Linked DNA regions of Mus musculus: regions 1 and 2 are each linked to region 3. Evidence: chromatin contacts called from public ChIA-PET and promoter capture Hi-C data. All regions are on one chromosome and are shown on one strand. Each heading gives the region's core, a stretch centred on a gene start, on an enhancer-like site or on the middle of the called end of the contact. The rest is flanking DNA. Distances are from core to core; before and after follow the strand shown.

What was found. Promoter capture Hi-C pulls out the DNA fragments that hold promoters and counts their contacts. ChIA-PET counts read pairs in DNA pulled down with a chosen protein or histone mark.
Region 1: a promoter capture Hi-C map of pre-B cells shows a contact between it and region 3, with 6 times the contacts expected there. The contact joins the promoter of Hmox2 here to the promoter of Crebbp in region 3. A contact is called at or near these places in 2 of 39 promoter capture datasets (liver and pre-B cells), 1 of 484 Hi-C or Micro-C datasets (embryonic stem cells) and 2 of 115 datasets of contacts at active chromatin or transcription factors (embryonic stem cells and pancreatic cancer cells).
Region 2: a contact with region 3 is called in an RNA polymerase II ChIA-PET map of memory CD8 T cells, with 30 read pairs. The contact joins the promoter of Cdip1 here to the promoter of Crebbp in region 3. A contact is called at or near these places in 5 of 39 promoter capture datasets (the 3T3-L1 cell line, cranial neural crest, liver and 1 more), 1 of 484 Hi-C or Micro-C datasets (cardiomyocytes) and 3 of 115 datasets of contacts at active chromatin or transcription factors (memory CD8 T cells, pancreatic cancer cells and thymic regulatory T cells).

The regions. Positions count from the first base shown.
Region 1 is chr16:4,724,893-4,728,875 of GRCm38.p6, reverse strand. Hmox2 (heme oxygenase 2) reads right to left here and starts at 2,515. Exons shown (of 6, transcript NM_001136066.2): 1 at 2,405-2,515.
Region 2 is chr16:4,788,160-4,792,049 of GRCm38.p6, reverse strand. Cdip1 (cell death inducing Trp53 target 1) reads left to right here and starts at 2,109. Exons shown (of 6, transcript NM_025670.5): 1 at 2,109-2,219.
Region 3 is chr16:4,211,052-4,214,806 of GRCm38.p6, reverse strand. Crebbp (CREB binding protein) reads left to right here and starts at 1,403. Exons shown (of 31, transcript NM_001025432.1): 1 at 1,403-1,668. The coding sequence starts at 1,584.

The sequences.
Region 1 (3,983 bases), core at 1,266-3,765, 510 kb before region 3:
CTGATATTAGGGGGCTGGAGAAATGGCTCAGCAGTTAAGAGCACTGACTGTTCTTCTAAAGGTTTAATTCCCAGCATCCACGTGGCAGCTCATAACTGTCTATAACTCCAGTTCCAGGGGATCAGACATAGACACAAACGTGGGAAAAACACCAATGGACATAAGTAGTCAAGGATGTCCTTGAACAACTCCAAATGCTGGAATTACAGCAGATCACTATGTCTTATACCAGCTCCGAAATTCCCATTGGTTGCTTCCCAAGCATCCAAAAAAGGAATACATTTAATTTTTTACTTAACTATGGCCAGTAAGATTCAAAGACCATTTGAGGTTTTATTTTGTTTTGTTTCTCCAAGGAGTGAAAGGCTAAGTTATGAATTTTACTCTGAATTATGCAATTCCAGTTTCTAAAAGATCTGCCTTCTGGAAGGGTGATATTCTAGTTTTTGGTGCAATTCTGATGCAAAGTACAGCTGTCCTGTACAGTCTGCTATTAAAAGAAAAATTTAAAAGTCAAGGTAGGCCCAACTATCCAAGTCTGCCAAGTTTCAACACATCTGACTAAGTTAAAGACAATTAACATTTGACCTCTGTAGCTCAGTGGCTTTAGCAATTGTAGAGCACTCATATTCCTATATCTAGTGACTCAACGTCTCAACTGACTGCCACAAGCAAAGAAAGAAAGGAACTCAAGTCAAACCAGGGGCCTTGCAGGATTTCCTCTTCAGGTCCCCAGTGAGATCAGGCCATTCAGTAAGCATGCAACTTTCCAAGGCTCACAGATCCTCACACCCTAATCAGTGTTTTGGCTGAGGGACTTTATCAGCAAATGTTTACCAATTTTTATCAAGTGAATTTATAAATATCCTACTGAACTGGGAACTCCTAGCAAACAGATTATGTCTTGTGATGTTTCTGGGAAAAAAAGAAAAAACTGAATACTTTTTACTCTTCAAAGAAACTAAAAACATTGACAAAACAGCATGATGTACCCACCTTAATCCCAGCACAGAGGAGGCAGAGGCAGTGGGATCTCTGTGAGTTGAGGCCTGTCTATAGAGAAAGTTTAAAGACAGGACTAAATAATTTTGAGAGAGCCTGACTCAAAGGGGGGAAAAAAAGATTTAGGCTGGGCACTATAGTGCAAGCTCATCATAATCCTAACAGTTAGGAGCCTGAGGATCTCAAATTCAGTTAGTGCACACTACATGGCAAGATTTCCTTCTCAAAACACAAAACACTGGGTAGGGTTGTGGGCTCAGTAGTAAAATACATGCTCATCTTGTTCAAACTGCACCGCCAAAAAAAACTTTCTTAATAATTATGTATTAAATGACATTTATAATAACTATTATAAACTGAAGCACTATACCAGAAATAGGAACGCACAAAACCTTCTACATGACTAGACTGTTTAAGGCCAGTATGACCACTTAAACAAAACCATTTCTAATCTCTAATCCACTTCTGAAAAAATCACAGGATGTCTATGCATAACTAAGATCTTCAGTGCTGTTATCTCGCCTGTGGAATGTTCGTGGATTTACTTCACGAGTCTCTTAATATTCTCACTTTATAGGTAGTAAAACACTCAAGGATTTAGAAAGGACTGGAGAGCAAGCGCTCTCCCTCAACTGGACAGTATATGATATTTCTGTCTTTCGGGAACACTCCCTTCTCTAGTTGAGTTTGCGGTGCCCACAATTGAACACAGGCCACAACTGGTCCTTCAGAACCAATTTAAACGGCATGACACAAGACAGTCCTTGTGCAAGCAGTGTGCAAGGCGGTCCAGGCAGTTCTTACAGAGCAATTAAGTCACCTGGAGCTCTGTGCTTTGGTGGTGACAGGTGACCTCCTGGGCCAGACCAACCGGCTACATCTACGACTGAGTCCTCCCAGTCTTGCACTCAGAACCACAGGTCACTCATCAAGTCCCCACAGGGATTCTAAGGGATCTTGCCACCGAGGGGAGCCACTGAAGGCTGGCCAACAAGGCCGCCACGCCCCGGGCTCCTCCGGGACCTCAGGTAGGCTCATGTGCTGCGCTGCTGCACTAACTTCGACCCCGGAGTCACCTCAAGAGCATTCGTGACGCTGGGAGGGGCTATGCCCCACGGGAACACCAGAGGACTCTTGGGGATGGAGCTCAAAGCCGTCTAGAGCGCGACGTCCGCGGTTTCGGGCTCATTTGACGCTCAAGGCCCGCTCGGTGGCCCCTCTCCGACCCCCAGTCTCCCGCTCGCTCGCTCGCCCGCCTCAGCCCGCTTCCGGCCACCCCCCGCCCGACGTCCCCTCAGGCTGAGGACGAGTCGCGGGGGGACAGCGGAGCAGAGCTTCGAAGAAGGCCGCCGCCATGCAAGGACCCGGGAGGGGAGGACGGGGCACAGAGCGGACCACTCACCGTCAGTGGCTCCGCAGGTCAGTCAGTCTCCGCGTCTGCGACTCTCTCTGTACCTTCGCAGCCGAGAGGGCGAGCGCCAGGACGGTAGGACGTGCGCACGCAGCGAGGGGCGGAGTCACCAGGCCACGCCCCCAGGCGCACGGCAGCTAGCGGGAGGCTCTTGGGCGAGCCGACACTGCCTTCTGAGAAAGCTTCGGGAGTGGGGAGTAGTAATGTTAACCGGAGAGGAAGGAAGCGTGTCAGCCAAAGCCAACTGCTTGTTGATCGAGAGTGGGGGCTCAAGCCTGGAATCCCAGCACTCGGTGGGGGACAGGGGTGGGGTTGAGGCTGGAGAATTCAAGAGCAACCTGGAGAATTCAAGAGCAACCTGGGCTACAGTGTGAGCATTTGTCAGTGCTCAAACAAAAACACAAAAGGGTTGGGAATGTAACTTGTTGGGGAAGAATTAATAGATTCTTTTTGGGGGGGCGGGGTGTTTCGAGACAGGGTTTCTCTGTATAGCCCTGGCTGTCCTGGAACTCACTCTGTAGACCAGGCTGGCCTCGAACTTAGAAATTCGCCTGCCTCTGCCTCCCAAGTGCTGGGGTTATTAAATGCATGCACCACCACTCACTGCCCAGCACTTAATTACTTTTTTAACTATTAAAGTTTTGGTTTGGTTTTGTGCTGGAGATGGAATTCTAGATTTTGAGTAAGCTCTCTTACTGAGTTATGCTGAGGGACATTTCTGTGCACTCTGTATTCTGTCTGATTCCTGTACCCAGAGGTCCAGCTCCAGTCTCGACTTTAGTATGACTCAGTATTTTATAAAATATTATTCTCTATCACCTCCTGATTGGTTAAATAAAGAGCTTAATAGCCTATGGCTGGGCAGGAGAGGATATGGCAGGACTTCTGAGGCCAGAGACAGAGAGAGCATCTCAGGTGGGAGAGAAGGGAGACAGGAATCCGAACAGGAATGAAGGAGGAGGAGCCAGAGCAAGCCTGAGAAGGCAGGAAAGGTCCACATGGCTGGGAAGTAGGCCAGCATACTTGGTTAGAATAGCTTAGAGTCTGCCTGGCTCTGCGCCTCACCTTTATAATAAATATAAAGGTCTCCGTGTCATTAAGCAAGGAGGACATAGAAAAGTTCCTTACTTTTGCAGAGTTATGTCTCCCCAACCCAACAAATGTTCTCTTTCTACCTCTCTATTATTCAGGTGCACGATGCACCCACAAGCTAGGAAGATTTCCACACTAGAAGCTTTAACCAAATTTGCAGAATCTTTTCCTACTCAACACTATTCACAAAAAAAACAACAAGTTCTGGAAGCAGCCTAGATAATCTAATTGATGACCAAAGTATGAAGGCAGTTTCTGCATGAGCAGGACCAGGGTGTTGGATTTTATTGGGACAGAGTTACAAGAAAGTAGTTTATGTAAGCTCTCCTCAGAGCCTTCTTTTCTGTGTTGTTGTTGTTGTTGTTGTTGTTGTTGTTGAAAGAGGACACACTACTAGGGATTGAATCCAGGATCTCCAGCATGCTAGACAAGAACTCTCCACTGTGCTATATTATCAGAGCTTTTCATGGTGAACATT
Region 2 (3,890 bases), core at 860-3,359, 580 kb before region 3:
TGTCTTCTGTACTATTCAATAAGACAGAGTACTCTTTGTTAGGTACAGACAAACACACAGCTCATACAACAGACACAGAGACACAAAAACACAGGAACAAACCTTCACAAGACAGCCTTCAAGCAGTCACAAATTCAGACAACAGAGGACGGAAGGCACAAGAAGCATGAAGTACAGAATTAAAACCTAAACTTGTGGAGCTAGAGAACTGGCTCAGGAATTGCTGCTCTTCCAGCGGTCCTGAGTTCAATTCCCAGCAACCACATGATGGCTAACAACCATCTGTAATGTGATCTAATGCTCTCTTCTGGCATGCAGGTGTACATGCAGATAGAGAACTTATACATAAAATAAATGAAAAAACAAAAACAAAAAACTCTGAGCTTGTTCTTGATTGAAGGACTCAAAGGGGAAGTGCTTTTATTTCTTTAATGTTACACTGATGATTACTGGTAATTCCAAGTTAATCATTAACGGGTATAATTCACACAAAGGACATCAAATCTAGTTTTACTTAGAAACACTAGATGGCACTTCAACTCTACCCTTAGGGCCATTTTAAACAACAAAACCACTAACACTATACATGCAATATTTTGTTAACAGGTTGCTCTTAATTAACCTCAGTTAACAATGCACAGGATCCATATGTCCATGAATAAACGTGAAAATACAAGTATTGATTTTGGAATAATATGTTACTGGTCAGATGAAATGTGCAGTACAAAACCCGTGACCAATGAAACTCAGTTGTAGTTCTAATGCTTAAAACTCCTCAAATTGTGATGTCTCCCTGCCTGTAATCCCAGCACTTGACAGACTGAGCGGTAGGAGGATGGTTGTGAGCCTGAAAGACTCAGAGGAACACCCTGCCTAAACATACAAAAGGATCCGTGAGATGGCTCATGGGTCTTTGCCATTTTGGAAGACCTGAGTGAGAACCAAAGCCCACATGCTGGAAGGAGGCCTGACTCCTGAAAGTTGCCCTTTGACATACATGCGTGCCTCACACACACACAAATACAAAAGAAAAAGAAGAGAGCTTTAGTTTCCATGTGCAATAAATCCAAACTTCATTGATGACCTTGGTGCTGTCTTCCAGTCTTCACCTTGCTGGCCAAAGTGCCTTTCAAAAGTTCATCTATACCAGTCTTCTTTCTTTTCTTTCTTTTTTTTTTTGTTTTTGTTTTTTTTTGTTGTTGTTGTTGTTTGTTTTTTGGAGACAGAGTTCTCTGTATAGCCCTGGCTGTCCTGGAACTCACTCTGTAGACCAGGCTGGCCTCGAACTAAGAAACCTGCCTGCCTCTGCCTCCCGAGGGCTGGGATTAAAGGCGTGCGCCACGACTGCCAGTCTCTTTCTTTACTTCACACCTCATCCCAACATAGCCTTTCCTACCTTCCCTACTCAGAGGCAACACTCTAATTCTGTTGGGACATCCTGTTGCTTTCCTTTGAGATGCTGGTCATTTTGTGGCTTATTTGTGTATTGTCTGTCAGAGTGGAATCTGTGTGAGGGCAGGGACAGCTGGTGTGGTTCACAGCTTCATGAAAGCCCAGGCAGCTTAGGGCAAGGGTGGTAGCTCTCCCTCAACTCTTGGGGTGCGCAGCACGCCTGGCTGGCTGGCCTGAGGGAGCGCTAGCACCACCATCTTTCTTTCGAGCCTTTCCCCCCCCCATCATAAAGGCCTGGGGAACTACCACTCGTTCGTCTCCCACCCGCAACGGGCCTCCACTGACGTCATCCAAGCTCATTGCGTGAGGCGCGAAGCCCCGCCCTAAGGCGAGAGGCCAGGAGGTTGGGCCTTTCTCCACAGCCTTGCGGTTCCCTCTGGACAGCTACGGGGCTGAGGCAGCCTTTCCTGCGGCAGCGCTTGGCCGGTGAGGGGCTGGAACTGACGGTGAGTCACCTCTGAGACTTCCAAGCGGCTTCCGAAGGGACCCCTCTCACACGCCGAGGCGGGGGCTAGGCTTCGAAACCCTCCGCCCGCGTGACCTAGCCCGCCGAGCTCCGCCCTCACCCGCCGCGCGGTGGGTGCCGGGAGCTGTAGGCTCCCGCCTCAGGGAATGCTGCGGGTGCGCCGAAAGACTACAAATTCCAGGGTCCTCTCGGTGCGGGGGCGGTGAGTGCTGCGAGTCCTCTGGTAGAGGGGCTCCTCGGAGCAGCGGGCCGGACCACTGCAGATCTCTGTCCCTCTGGCCTCAGGCTTCTGGATTTCGAGGTAAACGGGCCTGGGTTGTCGTGGTGGAGTCCGTTCCCTCCGAAACGCCACGCAAAATCAGGGCAGTTGATTTCGGCGTGGCTGCAGCTGCGGGGCTGCGAGGGCTAGCATTCCAGGGCCCCGAGCGAACTGGGCCTGCAGACAGGGGATATCAGCCAGAGAAGGGCCAGCCCACTCGGGTGATTATCACGCCTTTCTACTTTTCTGTAAGCGACGGCTGTACGAGCCATTTTCCTCGGGGTATGGAGGGTTGAGGAACGGCGATCGGTCGGGGAGGATCCCTGAGGTAAGCCTCAGAGACCCGCGGGTGACCTTGGCGGTCCTGGAGGAGGCCGTCTCGCCCTCTTTCCCCCGCCGGTTTGCAGGTCTAGACTTGGCTCTACGTGGCGCTCCGGCAGGACGTTAGGAAGGCGAGGGGCTGGCGAAGCCCCAAGCCATCCAGGACCTTGGAGAAGGTGGGTCTCCTGGGACCTCTCAACAGGTGTCAAGGAAGATGGAGTGATCAGGATAGGATCCTCTGTATCAGAAAGACCTGGACTTTCCCCATTCCCCAGGATCTGATTTGAGTATTTATGGGGTAAGGCCCAGAAATCTGCATTTAGTAAGCTCTCCAGAAATTCTCATGCACACTTGGAACTGAGAATCTGTGTCTTGGGAGTAAGGATCAGGGACTTTGGGGAGAGGGCATGCAGTAGTTTTTATATCAGTTTTGTAGTGTACTCCAAACAGGGCATTTTCTGGGCAAATAGGACTGCTCTTTCTGGTCCTTAGCTTGTTGGTGCTGACCAGAGTTGGGTGGGAAGAAAGAGGTGAACATGTCTGCTCTTCTTGCTCTCTGCTCATAATAAGAAAGATATTTTTGGTCACTCACTATCTCAAAGACCTCCTCTACCTTGACATTAGTTAGGAAAAATTCAAAGCATACAAAAACCGTTGAACTTTACAGTGCACACCTATGGACTACCACCTAGAATGTACAATTAATATCTTTATTGGGTACTTATCCTTCAGTCTTTTATTTTCATGCCAAAGTACATGCAGATAATAGTATATTTCCATTCCTAGTAAAGCTTACATATTATTAACTAGACTTAGAAATCTTGTTGCTTATTGATTTTTTTTTTCCCCTTGGCTATTTGAAAATCAGTCTGCCTCCCAGTCCTGACGATCCAAAGGGTTTTGGAGGGTTTCTATAGGATGTGTTTTTAGAACCAGGAAAGACCTTTACATGGATGTTGAGAAGGTAGCTGACCAGAAGAAAGAGGGAATGTGTAAAGAACACTTCAGGGGACAAAACTGTTTTGAGAGAGAGAAAATGGAATGTGTCCCAGAGGCCTGGTTGTCCCAGCAGATTATGCTGGCAATAATTAAAGTGAGTTGTCTGCTTGTTCAGTCCTTGGCCTTGTTCTCTTGGCTCTTTTGTATGTTTCAAGCTTGCCCATTTTGAACCTACTGGTGCCATGGATGTTTTTTAAGCTTTAGAACAGGGTTGAAGTGCACAGTTGGTGACCTCATAGTTACAGCTTTGAGTCCCACAGGCCTTTGTAATTGGCTCCATAGCTATGAACACCAGTCTGTCACACACTCTCTTCATTTGAAAGGGAGAAGAGACTGGCTCTGTGAAACTCTCTGTCTTGTAAGTAAAAGATCTTCTAGTGAGACATAGCATGT
Region 3 (3,755 bases), core at 154-2,653:
AGGAGATCGAAGCCCTTGGTCTTGGTACCTGGGCCCATCTCAGATCCAGGAGGTAGAGCTGACAGCCTCTCCCTTCAGGTGACAGCGTTGGACATTGGACCTGGCCCTATCGTTTTTGGGCTTGGGAGTGGGCGCTCAAGAGCCTTGCGGTGCCCTTGCAAACTTGGGAAGCACAAGGAAGGGGTGGACTCTCGGCCTGTCATTTTCTCCCTCAGTGATCTTAGAGAAAGTTGCTTTGCCCCTTCCTGCCTCAGTTTCCCCATCTGCACACAGACCCGAGGACCCTCTGTAACCTGCAGGCGCCACTTCGCCATTACTAGCATAGGGCGCGGGGAAGAGGCGCAGGTTGCGGTGGCGTCTTCTTAGTCCGATGTCACCCTGGAGGCTCGCAAGCAAGGAGCTGCGAAGAGCCAGAGCTGCCGGGGCGGGGCGGGACCGGACGGGCTGGGCCCGGATCAGCGCTGACTCCGAGCCTGGCGGGGGGGGGGGTCTAGGCTCGAGCCCAGGGCGCCCTCCCCGCGCGTGCCGCGTTACTGACAGCGTCAGAACAAAAGTGGCCGTCTGCTCTGCGCACTTGGCGTCCCGCAGGCCGGGCCTAGCACCGCAGCCCGTCGCCTCACGCATCGCCGCCGTGCCTTCGACCCTTCCACCCGAGCGCGCTCGGCTCTTTCCGCCGCGGCCGGCGCAGGTGGAGGGGCGGGGCGGGGGCCGTGCGTGGTGACGCCGCGGGGGGGGTGACGTACAAGCGTGCCCCGCCCCCTCCCCCTCCCCGTTCAGGCTCTGGAAAGAGAAGAAAAAAAACTTTCTTTTTTTTTTTAATTGAGGAATCAACAGCCGCCATCTTGTCGCGGATCCGACCGGGGCTTCGAGCGCGATCTACTCGGCCCCGCCGGTCCCGGGCCCCACAACCGCCCGCGCACCCCGCTCCGCCTGGCCGGCCCGCTCCGCCCGGCCCTCGGCGCCCGCCCCGGCGGCCCCGCTCGCCTCTCGTCTCGGCCTCCCGGAGCCCGGCGGCGGCGGCGGCGGCGGCGGCGGCACGGGGTGGGGGGGCCGCGGCGCGGCGGCGGCCCCGCTCGGCGCATTGTTTTTCCTCACGGCGGCGGCGGGCCGCGGGCGGGCGGCGGAGCCCAAAGCCCCCCGGTCGTCCGGCCGCGGGCGAATTCATTAAGTGGGGCGCGCGGGGGGGGGGGGTGGCGGCGAGGCGGCGGCGGTACCACCATGTTCCCGGGCGCCGCCTGAGCCGCGGGGCCGGGCGCCGTCGCTGCCAGCCGGGCCCGCGGAGGCGGCCGGGCCGCTTGGGTGCCCGGGCCGCGGAGTGTCGCGCTCGGGAGGCGGGCAGGGGATGAGGGGGCCGCGGCCGGCGGCGGCGGCGGCCGGGGGCGGGCGGTGAGCGCTGCGGGGCGCTGTTGCTGAGGCTGAGATTTGGCCGCCGCCTCCCCCACCCGGCCTGCGCCCTCCGCGGCCCGGCCCGCGCTCCTGCGCTCGCTCCTCGCTGGCTCGCCTGCTCGCAGCCGCCGGCCCGACCCCCGTCCGGGCCGCGTCGCGCCGCCCGCGCTCAGGGCTGTTTCCGCGAGCAGGTGAAGATGGCCGAGAACTTGCTGGACGGACCGCCCAACCCCAAACGAGCCAAACTCAGCTCGCCCGGCTTCTCCGCGAATGACAACACAGGTGAGGCTGGGTCTAGGCTCGCTGTCAGAGTTCGGGGCAGGGAGGGGGTTGAGGGTCGCAGTGGCCAGAGACTCTGTCCCGGGCCTTGGGATGCGCTTCCCTGGTCGGGAGGAAAAGTGAAGCGGGGGCGCGGTCTAGTGTCCGCACGCGTGGCCGGCCGGGATGACAGCGGAGGGGACCTTGGAGGTTTGGAGTAAGAGAATGCGACCAGAGGCAATGAGGGCTTTCAGGATCGGACCCCCCACTCTAGGCGGTGCAGTCGCGGACACAGCTGCTGCCTTCTTAGTTGCGACGAGTTGCGACGGAGAAGTTTCTTGGAATGTGTTGCTTGGGAAAACGCTTAGTGGTTATTTAGAAAGTCTTGATTTTTTTTTTTTTTTGATCACCTAGTATTTTTTTTTCTCCAAAACCCCAAACCTCATGTGCGAGTTGTCATCAAAGTTGCTGTGGTGTCTTTCATTTACATACGTAACCTTAAAAAGAAGCTAGCAGGCTTTTAAAAGTCCATTTGGGCTCCAGTCTGCCTTTGAGGTTGGAATGGTTTTACACTGGAGATGAAAAATTAAAAAATTAAGGACTTTGAATCTTTCAGGGAAAGAGAAAAGCAAGATAATCTTAAATCTTTTCCCCAACTCACAAAATAGCTTCCGTGCAAACTTTCTTAGGTGATCGGATCGGGTACCCAAGACTTCCCTGTTCATTCAGTAATTCAGAGTACTTCTGGACAGCTCTGATAACCTTGCCAATTATTCGTATTTCCCCTTTTAAGCTCTCCTTCGAAATATAAACTCGTATGCTGCTGTGAACAATGCCGGCTCAGCGCAGCTAGCACTTTTCCAGTACGTACTTGTAGCGGCATCTGAAAATCAGTTTCTGATGAATGGGTCCAAATCAAATTACATTGCTGCCTGCAGATTGGCGCTAGATACAGATGTTCAAGTTGTGGAACTCTGTGACTTTATACAAGTGTATTTAAAAATATTTCTGCTTTTGAAACAAAACTTAGATTTCACGGCTTCAGTTTGAAGTGCTCCTGAAATCCAGTCATGAAAGGAGAATGTTAATGTAGAAATGAGAGGGGAGTATTCTCCCTCCATCATTTTTCAGGAGATTTTTGTTGACTTAAAATTTGTTGAGTGGTAGAAAGGAGTAAATAAATAATTCACAGGTAGGTAGGGAAAAGTCACTTTTCTTTTTAAATGACAAGTTGTTTGATGTTTATTTTCATAAAAATCTTATTGATGAAAAATGTTGAAACAGTGGTTTAAGCACACTTGTGCAAAGTAGAGCTAGCTCCCTTGCTTTAGTAATGTTGCTGTGCTCGAGCCAGAAGACTGTAATCATGTGAGATGTAGATCATACCAGGCAGGTGTTGTCCTCAAGTTTATCCTCTGACACTGCTAACTGGAAGACTTCAGCTTTGCTGTTACTGAGTGAACTTGAAGATTTTTCTTAGAAGTGGGGCAAATTAATAAGACCACAAAAAGACCTGTAGTATCTTATATATCCAGAGGTTTACAAGATGGAACCCAAAAGAAGATGGCTTTTCCCCTCCCTCCTCCTCCTTTTCTTCTTCTTCTTCCTCCTTTTCTCCCTCCTCCTCCTCTTCTTCCTCCTCCTCTTCTTTCCTCTTCCTCTTCCTCCTCCTCCTTTTTCCTTTTTTTTTTTTTTTTTTTGTGTGTGTGTGTAGCTTCTCTGGATTGTCAGATATTTACTTACTGTGTTGCTGACCAGAGCAGACTTATCCAAAAGAATCTTCTGCACGTGAGCACTTTGTCCCTTTCTCTTTCCACTTTTTGCCCAGGAGACGCAGAAGAGTACTTTCACATTTACAGATATGTGAAACAAGGGGTAGTAGTTTCTAATGATTCTGATTTAGATGATCAAAGAATAAGACGGCATTCATATTGAAAGGGTGTAAGGGTCCACTCAGAAGAAGGAGCCATTTTTGAATACATTAAACAAGATGAAACCTTGTTAAGAGTAACTATTAGTCTACGATCCAGTAACAAGATAGACAGATCTTAAAAATTAAACAAATAAATGGCTGAAGTATTTATGTTAAGTATATTTAAAGCAGTGAAGGC